3 separate regions of the Mus musculus genome follow, and all the other regions are linked to region 3. A link is a contact called in public Hi-C data. All regions are on one chromosome and are shown on one strand. The core of a region is the stretch at or near the end of the contact, and the rest is flanking DNA. Distances in the headings are between cores, read along the strand shown. Region 1 overlaps Sgms1 (sphingomyelin synthase 1). Region 2 overlaps Sgms1 (sphingomyelin synthase 1). Region 3 has its middle 18 kb from the start of 2700046G09Rik.

Region 1 (2,875 bases), core at 255-2,754, 230 kb after region 3:
TCCTCTTAAGTATATGGTCTGATTTCTCTGCCGTGTGAGTGAAACATGGTTTGTAATAGATACCCACAGGGCTGTCATTCTCATTTTAGGGTAAGAAAGTCGTTCCCAACATACTTTGAAAAGCTGTTGTTTGCTATCGTAAGGTGCTAAAATCTGCCTTCCTCTACACACTCTAATACCCTCCCTCCTCTCTCCCTTCCGCCTTCTTTCTCCAGTCCCCCCTTTCTTTCTTTTTCTGTTACTGAAGTTTAAGCTGAGGAGGGCCTTGCAAATGCTAGGCAAGTGCTCAGCCACTGACCCACATCTCTAGCCCTTAAAATCTGATTAAATAACACTGCCAAAGAGGATTTAGATAGCATTGAAAAGAGTGGGGGGGGGGGTTCATTTTCTATAAAAGATAAGTATTCATACGGTTAGATAAACTGCAGTGTTCAGTTTTTAATTCATTGCTGTTCAGATAATGTATAATTTTTTTGTGTAATGTCAGTTTTTGTGTCCCCTTTTAATAAAGAATGAAAACTCAGGGTCCCTCTGTGAGCCCTTTCCTTTCAGAAAAGCAGTGGGACGCTTAATTCCTTCTGTAAAGTTAAGAAATTAAGGGTGTTTTTTCTCTGGAGAAGGAGCTTAGCTTTGTTGGTAGAACATTTGCCCAGCATATACAAAGCCATGGTTCAATCTGCAGTAGTCAAAAAAAGAAAAACAAACCAAAAATCAAAAATTGAGTGTGGTGCCAAAGGCTGTAATCCCCTCAGACCAGAAGTAGAGGCAGTGGCTACGAAGTTCAAAGCCATCCCAGGCAACATAGGACCTGGGCTACTTGAGACCTCTCTCACTTAAAAAGAAGAGGGGGAGAGGGAGTGGTGAGGAGAAGGAAAAGAAATAGGAAATACATTTTTTGTTTTTTTGGGGGGGGGTTGGTTTTTTGTTTTTTGTTTTTTTGGTTTTTTTTTGTTTGTTTGTTTTTCAAGACAGGGTTTCTCTGTGTAGCCCTGGCTGTCCTGGAACTCACTCTGTAGACCAAGCTGGCCTCGAACTCAGAAATCCGCCTGCCTCTGCCTCCCGAGTGCTGGGATCAAAGGCGTGCACCACCAAGCCCGGCAAGGAAATACATTTTTAAGCCCAGAACATAGTCCAGTGGGTAAAGGCGCTTGCCCACCAAGCCGGATGGACCTACATTCAATTCCCCAGAAACCACAGGGTGGAAGAAGAAAACCTCTAAGTTGTATTTTGATCTCCACATAGACCTATGACGTGCATATGCCTACACAAAACCACACAAAATAATAAAGAAATACAATGCATTTTTAAAGGTGTAAGCAAGCCTTAAACAGAAGCCCTGAGTGCTCAGCGTTTTACCTTTCCTACTGTGGGGTCTGGATAAGAATGGCCCCTTAGGCTCAAATTCGAATGCTTAGTCATCAGGGAGTGGTACTATTTGAAAGTGTTAGAAGGTGTGGCCTTGTTGGAGGAAGTGTGTCTCTGGGGTGGGCTCTGAGGTTTCCTTAGTCCAAGCCACACCCAGTGTTTCCTCCAGATTAGGATGTAGGTCTCTGCTATTGCCCCAGTGCCTTGCATGCAAGCTGCCATGATAATAATGAACCAAATCTCTGAAACTGTAAGCAAGCCACCAATTGAATGCATTCTTTCATAAGAGCTGTCTGGGGCATGGTGTCTCTTCACAGCAACAGAACAGTGACTAAGGCCCCTGTTCAAACAGATTTAAAAGCAAGAAATGGTGTAATTATGGTCTGCACACAGTTCTGAAGCAATAACTGGAAACAGACCAGGGTAGCACCATTATAGAGGTGGGACTCAGCCATCATAAAGCAGAAAGGGCTTATGCGACATGTAGCCATGTAGTATGCATTTTGTTCTAAGAACACGACTTCAAAGATAGGAGTCACAGTCAGGGCTTGAGGGGGCTTGAGGGGCATGGGCTCTGCACAGGTACAACACGGGGGCCAGTCTGGTGAAGAGTAGTGTGCCCGAACCTTCATGATTGAAACGGAAGTGAGGGATGGTTTCCTGGCCTGCTCAGCCGTGGAATGCACAGACCTGGGACTTTGGTAACACTGCCTCATGTTTAGATGGTTCATCTTTGCCAACTCAATAACCAAAGCATTACGTCTTCCACTGTGTAATTGTTTCTAGCTAATGAGATTGAACGTGTGTGTGTGTGTGTGTGTCCCTAGCCCGATACATGGTATGTGTTTTATATATGTATAGAACTAGAAGATTTGTAAGCCCTGTTTATTTAAACTCTTTATCAGATTCTGAAGAACAGTTCATGTTTGTGATCTATATCATGAAAAAAAATCTTATCCTGTGATGTATTGCTTATTTTTTTATTTTGGAGTATTTTGCCTGTAGCTTTAAAGCTATGATTTATATAATTGTACCGTCTGTGTTACTGGTAGAGACTTTAAACACTTGTGGACCCGAGAAAACATTTATACTTACTTTGAACTTCTGTTCTTTCCGTGTAACACACCGTAGTGATGGACATGTAGGTCTTCCTAAGAGGACAGAGCTTATTTTGTCCAATGGAGAACAGCCTACCCATGCTTTCTTGAGATAGTATCTATTTAAAATTATTTTAGCATACTTTTTGTTAACGAGTTTGACAGTTTCTATGTTTATAATTTAATTGTAATTTGGTAATCACCATTGATGGTCTCATTTCATTGTACTGAGATAAAGCTTACTAAAGTTTTATACACGACAAGGATGAATTTCCAATGAACCTCTTAGGGCTAATCTCTCTAGGAAATGATGGTCTCTGTCATTTAGGCTTTTTATACTTCCTTGGGGTCCTAGAAATGGTCTTGTGAGATTGCAGGATAGCTCGGCTATATAACAAGAACTGTATTGCTAA
Region 2 (2,888 bases), core at 3-2,502, 130 kb after region 3:
CTCTTGTCACAACAGTAGTATTGTATAAGAAGACCATTATTTGCTATTGTTTGCATTTATTATAATGTACATAATTGGTGCTCTTATTAAGGGCTGTAGCCTGAGCATGATTGTCTACTAGTGTTCCCCAGACTTGCCTGAGCTTATACCGTTCCTCAGGTGCTTGTTAAAAGCAAAGATTCTCAGGCACCACCCAGATACCCAGACTTGCTTCATCAGATCCCCATGGGAGAGGCCCGGCAGAGCCCTATTACACACCCTGGTTTCAGATATTTTGCATGAATTTTTGGTGTGCGTCCATATTTGGTACTGTGTGTTCCAGTCTTGACCAGAGGAAACATGGCCTCTGGTCAGACTCTTGGCAAAGACTCTTTTTCTCAACATGTGTAACATATTCTCACACTCCAGGTTCTAGCTACAAAGAAGAATGGTATCATGTGTGCAACTTGGCTAGCCTGGCATTCTTTCTCTCTCTTGGTGAAATATCCTAATAACCTGCTCAGCCTCAACATATGTATCAACATGATGAGCCTGTGCACAGTTCTGAGTGTTCCCTCCAGATGTGGGTGGGATGGGAACAGGAAGTGCCATGGCGTGCTCTCACCGTTATCAGTGGAGAGCAGGCTGCAAGCTCTACTTTTTTCAGTGGAGACCTGGGAGCCAGATGCTGCATCTTAACCCAGGGCACAGAGATTAGTGCACTCTGAGCCAGCTCTTCTGGAAAAACAGCGTTTGGCTGTTTTTCACACAAGCCTGCAAATTTTTCTCTCTAGCCCAGTTACTTCCTTGTTAGTGACAAAGAAAGGTGGGTTTGTCACATTTTACTCACAGGACTGGGGTTTTGGGAGACATTGCAAATGGGGTTCCCAGCTTGGGGTTCTCATCTTAGCAAGGGAGTACTCTGCATTCCTGCGGAGATGGGGCGATTTTTTTGCCTCCACCTTATTCTGTGAGGATTTAAAGTGATTGATCTTGATGCTTCTGTCCCCCTCCCTCCCTAAGGTCGTGGTTTTACATGAATAGAACTTGACTTGAGATTCGGACGTGGGTTAACCTTGCCTTTCTGTTCTCATTCTCCTCATGCCATAAGGCAGCTTGATGAGTGCTGAGAATCTTATTTCAGTGTCAGGTTCATTTTCTGACCTGTGAACAAGTTTATCCAGGTTTGTGGCGATTGATATAACAGAGGAGTTTGTGTATTCTGTGGCGCCCCTTAGAAAAAGCCTGTGAGGCACCCTTGACAGTAGCATCTGAAGACTGAAAGAGAAAGTGGTTTTGCCCTAGCCCCATGGCATTCTTAGTGAAAAACGCTGATCCACACAGTTGTACAGAGAATTTTAAAAATATCATGGCAGGGATGAGCAGTTGACGAGGGACATGGCTACTCATCATAGCTTGGAGAGAATGCAGTCAGCTTGCTCTTGGTTTCTTTTGCCTTGTGGGTAGATGGAAATCACCAGGCACTCCTTGCGTCTATCCCGCTCTCAGCCTTTAAGCGCTTAGCAGTGGAATGAGCCCAGGCCTGTAGCTTCCTTTACTTCTCTTGCTGTTCTGTTTTGCAATGTCTTTTCTCATTTGTGGATCTTTCCATTGCAGGAGAGACTGGAGGTAGCTGCTCATGTCATTGGTTTACTGACTGTAAGCTTATGCAGGTTAAGTGTTTTTGATTTGCCGTATCTACAGACTGTTTATGTCTAGTGAGCAGCCTCGTGGGAGGAGGGCATTCTAAAGACGCGATGAGGGCTTGGCCAATGATATGTTGATGTAATGAGGAAGCAATGCCTACTCCAGACATTTCCAAATTGCCAGTATCATGTGGAGGGGAGGTTCAGTTACCACCCACAAAGGAAGCCTTCTGCTCAAACAGGTGGAAAAACTCCAACCCTTTCTCTCTCCACCCAGTCCATATACATAACAAAACACAACACAAATGGACTGTGAAACAAGACAGCCAATTTTGTTAAATACCTGTATTCAAAACTATAATTGTGTATGTTATTATATATAATTATCTAGCAAGTAATCCTAAGCCCCCCAAAATTTTAATGATACCATGTATCTTGCCACGTTACTGTATTTTTCATTTCTATAAAAACATACATTTTAATTCAGCATTATAGTTTGTGCACATTTATGTATGTATGCGTGTACATGTACATGTGTATGTTCATGTATATACGTTTGTGTACATATGTGCTACTGTGTGCATGTAGAGGTCAAAGGACAACCTTTGGCGGTCAGTTCTCCTTCCATTGTGGGTTCTGGCATTGACGAACTTCAAAGAGGATTTTTTTGTTTGTTTGTTTTGTTTTGCTTTGTTTTAATCTGTTGGCCTTCTCAGAGGCTCTTAACAAATTTTCTAACCTCTTTGAAAGTGAGGCTTCAATCTCACACCTTCTAGAAATGTCTGAGGCACCTAACAAGACAAAGTATCTTATAAGGACTTAGAAACAGTATACTGATGGGACTTAAAGTATCACTCAGTAGTTTGATCTAAGTGCTAGACTGCAGTGCTACACTCGGTTTTTCACATTTAAAAAGATGTTTTGTGCTGGGCGGTGGTGGCGCACACCTTTAATCCCAGCATTTGGGAGGCAGTGGCAGGCAGATTTCTGAGTTCAAAACTAGCCTGGTCTACAAAGTGAGTTCCAGGACAACCAGGGCTATACAGAGAAACCCTGTCTCGAAAAACAAAACAATAACAACAACAACAACAAAAACCAACAAAAACCGATGTTTTGTTTTGTTTTTCTGTGTGTGTGCAAGTGCGTGTGTCATAGCATGTGTGTAGAAGTCAAAGGACAACATTTGGGAATCAGTTCTCACTTTCCACCTTCTTTGAGACGCAGTCTGTCTCATTTCTGCAACTGCACTGGGGGTTCTGGGCT
Region 3 (2,700 bases), core at 156-2,655:
AAGTCTGTGGGTGACATGGGGGTTCATGAGTCCCTCTGTGTGTGTGTGTGTGTGTGTGTGTGTGTGTGTGTGTGTGTGTGCATGTGTGTGTGTCTTCTTCCCATGTTTCACTGTGTGATGGTAGGCAGGGTTCTGTGTGTCTATGGTCTGCCTGTACTGTGGGTCTTTGGAAGACAGGTCTGTAGGCATCTTTCCCAGTCTGCATAGCATGACATGGCAGAACACAGTTTTGTCTTCCTCTTCTAGCTCTGTACTGCCTGAATTTGATTTGATTTGATTTTCATGTGTCCCAGGCACGAAACAGCCTTGGCCACCAAGCCAGGCATCAAGCTAGGATGAACAAAAGATTGCCATCAGCTCTGCCCCTGACTGACATAAAAACATTACAATCACCAAAGTGTCTCGTTGCCCCATTGCCAGGGGGATAGTAAAGGGTTTTAAAGTGTACAATTTGTCTCAATACATAAGTCATTTTATTTAAAAAAAAAATCCCAGGGCTGAGGAATGAAGTTTCACAAGTTATTTATTTTGTCTCCTAGCAGGGTTTCTGGTGGGAAATAATGAATAGAATTGTGTGATGGGCTGTTAAATTTGAAATTATATCACCATTATACAAAGGAAATAAAATAAATGGCCCATATTCCCTCCCTACCCCACACATAATGTAGCAAATATATAAAGTGAATGCAACCCTTCTTGGAGTGGTTTTGATGGTTGAGTTTATAATATAACATCTTGAAATAGGAGCAATCTCTCTCTCTCTCTCTCTCTCTCTCTCTCTCTCTCTCTCTCTCTCTCTCTCTCTCTGTGTGTGTGTGTGTGTGTGTGCATCTAACCAGCCACAGTACCTAGATGAAAAAGACATCCCTGGAAGCTACACCTTTGAAGGTTATACCTAGTCCCTGGTCTCTTCTTCTCTTTCTTTGCTTCTTGGCTGCCATAATCGATGCTAACCTATTCCACACAGCTCTCCCTACCATCATGGACTGAGGCTTTTATCTCTGTCTCTGTCCCCTAACCCCCCAACTTTGAAAGCAAGCAGCAGATCTGTGGCTGGAAGACTCAAAGAACAACAGCTTGTGCAAACCCCAAAGGGGCTGTGGTTATTGAAAAGAGAAGTAAGAAATAAAACAGAGATGGGCTTTTCATTTTCCTTGATTATCTTTCCAAAGGAGGAAACAACAGTCCCTTTCTACTTGCGGACAATGAAAAACGTGCTTGACCCGGAGAAAGCTTCCCCAGTATCTCGAAGGAGGCAGGAGCCAGGGATACTTGGTCCTCGTGTCTCTTGTGTATCATAGACACTTTCCCTTGTGCTGCTGTCAAACTGTCTGGGGCATTTGTTCAAACGTTATATTCACCATATACACACTTGTGGGTCGAATATGAAAGTACCTCTAGGTGCACATGCTGACTGCCTGGTCCCCAGATGCTGCTGCTATTTGGGAGGAAGTGGTGCTGTTAGGGGGCGGGGCTAGCTGGGAGGGGGGAGTACATCACCAAGGGAGGAGGAGGAGAAGGAGGAGAAGGGGGGGCTTATGCCTTTTTTTTCAATTTTTATTAGATATTTTCTTCATTTACATTTCAAATGCTATCCCAAAAGTCCCCGATACCCTACCCCCGTCCTGCTCTCCTACCCACCCACTCACACTTCTTGGCGCTGGCGTTCCCCTGTACTGCGGGCTTATGCCTTTGAAGGTTATAAATGCTCCCTAGCCGGGCATGGTGGCAGTTGCCTTTAATCCCAGCACTTGGGAGACAGAGGCAGGCAAATTTCTGAGTTCGAGGTCAGCCTGATCTACAGAGTGAGTTCCAGGACAGCCAGGGCTACACAGAGAAACCCTGTCTCGAAAAACCAAAATAAGTAAACAAACAAATAAATGCTCCCTACTCCCTACTCTCTTCCTTTCTCTCTGCTTCCTGGCCGCCATGATGGAAGCTGATCCACTCTACCCAGGTGTCTTCATCACTGTGAACCTCTCCAGCCACAAGCTAAAATAAATTATTGTTTCTTTAGCTACTTTGTCACAGCAATGAAGGCTTGCTAACACGACATTACCTGTTTCTTCATCTGTGAAATGGGGCTAAATTATAGTCTCTGCCTCATAGAACTATGAACATCGTAAAAGAATAACTGTGCAAAGTAAACGCAAGCGTGTATTAGTGCCTTTCACATAGAGTTAACTGTTCCCAGATTAATGTGTGCTGGGATGTTCACATTAGCCTAAATCTGTGGGAACCTCTTATGAATATTCTTGACAACTCACAAAGACCACGGAAAACTGCCTTTTAGAGACTAGGCACTTTCCAGTTCACTTATGGTGTTTAGCATGACAGACACGTTGTGGACACTCTCCAAAATGTCGTCCTCTCCTCGACTCAGTTGATGGTGTCTTCTTTAAAAATGAAACATGGGAAAGGGGGAACCACAGGACACATAGTAACTTAAGTTGCTCCCAAGTTGGTTTGTTGTGTGTATCTGTTGCCAAGGAAACAGGTTTTGCCTTTCAAATCAGAGTGTGGGAAAGTCAGAGTGCTGCCACTGATTTAGGCCTCAATGTGGGAAGCAAGGTAGCCTTTTTACTCCCTGTGGTACATGATTTACAGCCTGCAGTCACTGGGTGTCAATGTCTTCATGTCTAAAAATGGAGGAAGGTAGATTCAGCCTTCATAGTCTCTGGGAAAATGCTACTTCCTATG

The links. Hi-C and Micro-C count contacts between places; a contact is called where the count stands out from the background.
Region 1: a Hi-C map of CD8 T cells shows a contact between it and region 3, with 2.7 times the contacts expected there. A contact is called at or near these places in 3 of 39 promoter capture datasets (the C10 cell line, hippocampal neurons and neural stem cells), 23 of 484 Hi-C or Micro-C datasets (the AML12 cell line, B cells, the C10 cell line and 13 more), 12 of 130 datasets of targeted methods (the 230-238 cell line, embryonic hindbrain, embryonic limb bud and 6 more) and 4 of 9 other capture datasets (adipose tissue, embryonic stem cells, liver and 1 more).
Region 2: a contact with region 3 is called in a Hi-C map of CD8 T cells, with 1.9 times the contacts expected there. A contact is called at or near these places in 3 of 484 Hi-C or Micro-C datasets (CD4 T cells, CD8 T cells and regulatory T cells), 5 of 130 datasets of targeted methods (CD8 T cells, the NIH/3T3 cell line, embryonic stem cells and 2 more) and 3 of 9 other capture datasets (adipose tissue, liver and pancreatic islet).

The regions. Positions count from the first base shown.
Region 1 is chr19:32,171,235-32,174,109 of GRCm38.p6, reverse strand. The region is part of intron 5 of Sgms1 (sphingomyelin synthase 1); the gene reads left to right. Among named protein-coding and RNA genes, the nearest start is that of Asah2, 70 kb to the right of the region's middle.
Region 2 is chr19:32,270,440-32,273,327 of GRCm38.p6, reverse strand. All of the region lies in intron 3 of Sgms1 (sphingomyelin synthase 1), which reads left to right. Among named protein-coding and RNA genes, the nearest start is that of Sgms1, 120 kb to the left of the region's middle.
Region 3 is chr19:32,405,661-32,408,360 of GRCm38.p6, reverse strand. No RefSeq gene overlaps it. Among named protein-coding and RNA genes, the nearest start is that of 2700046G09Rik, 18 kb to the right of the region's middle.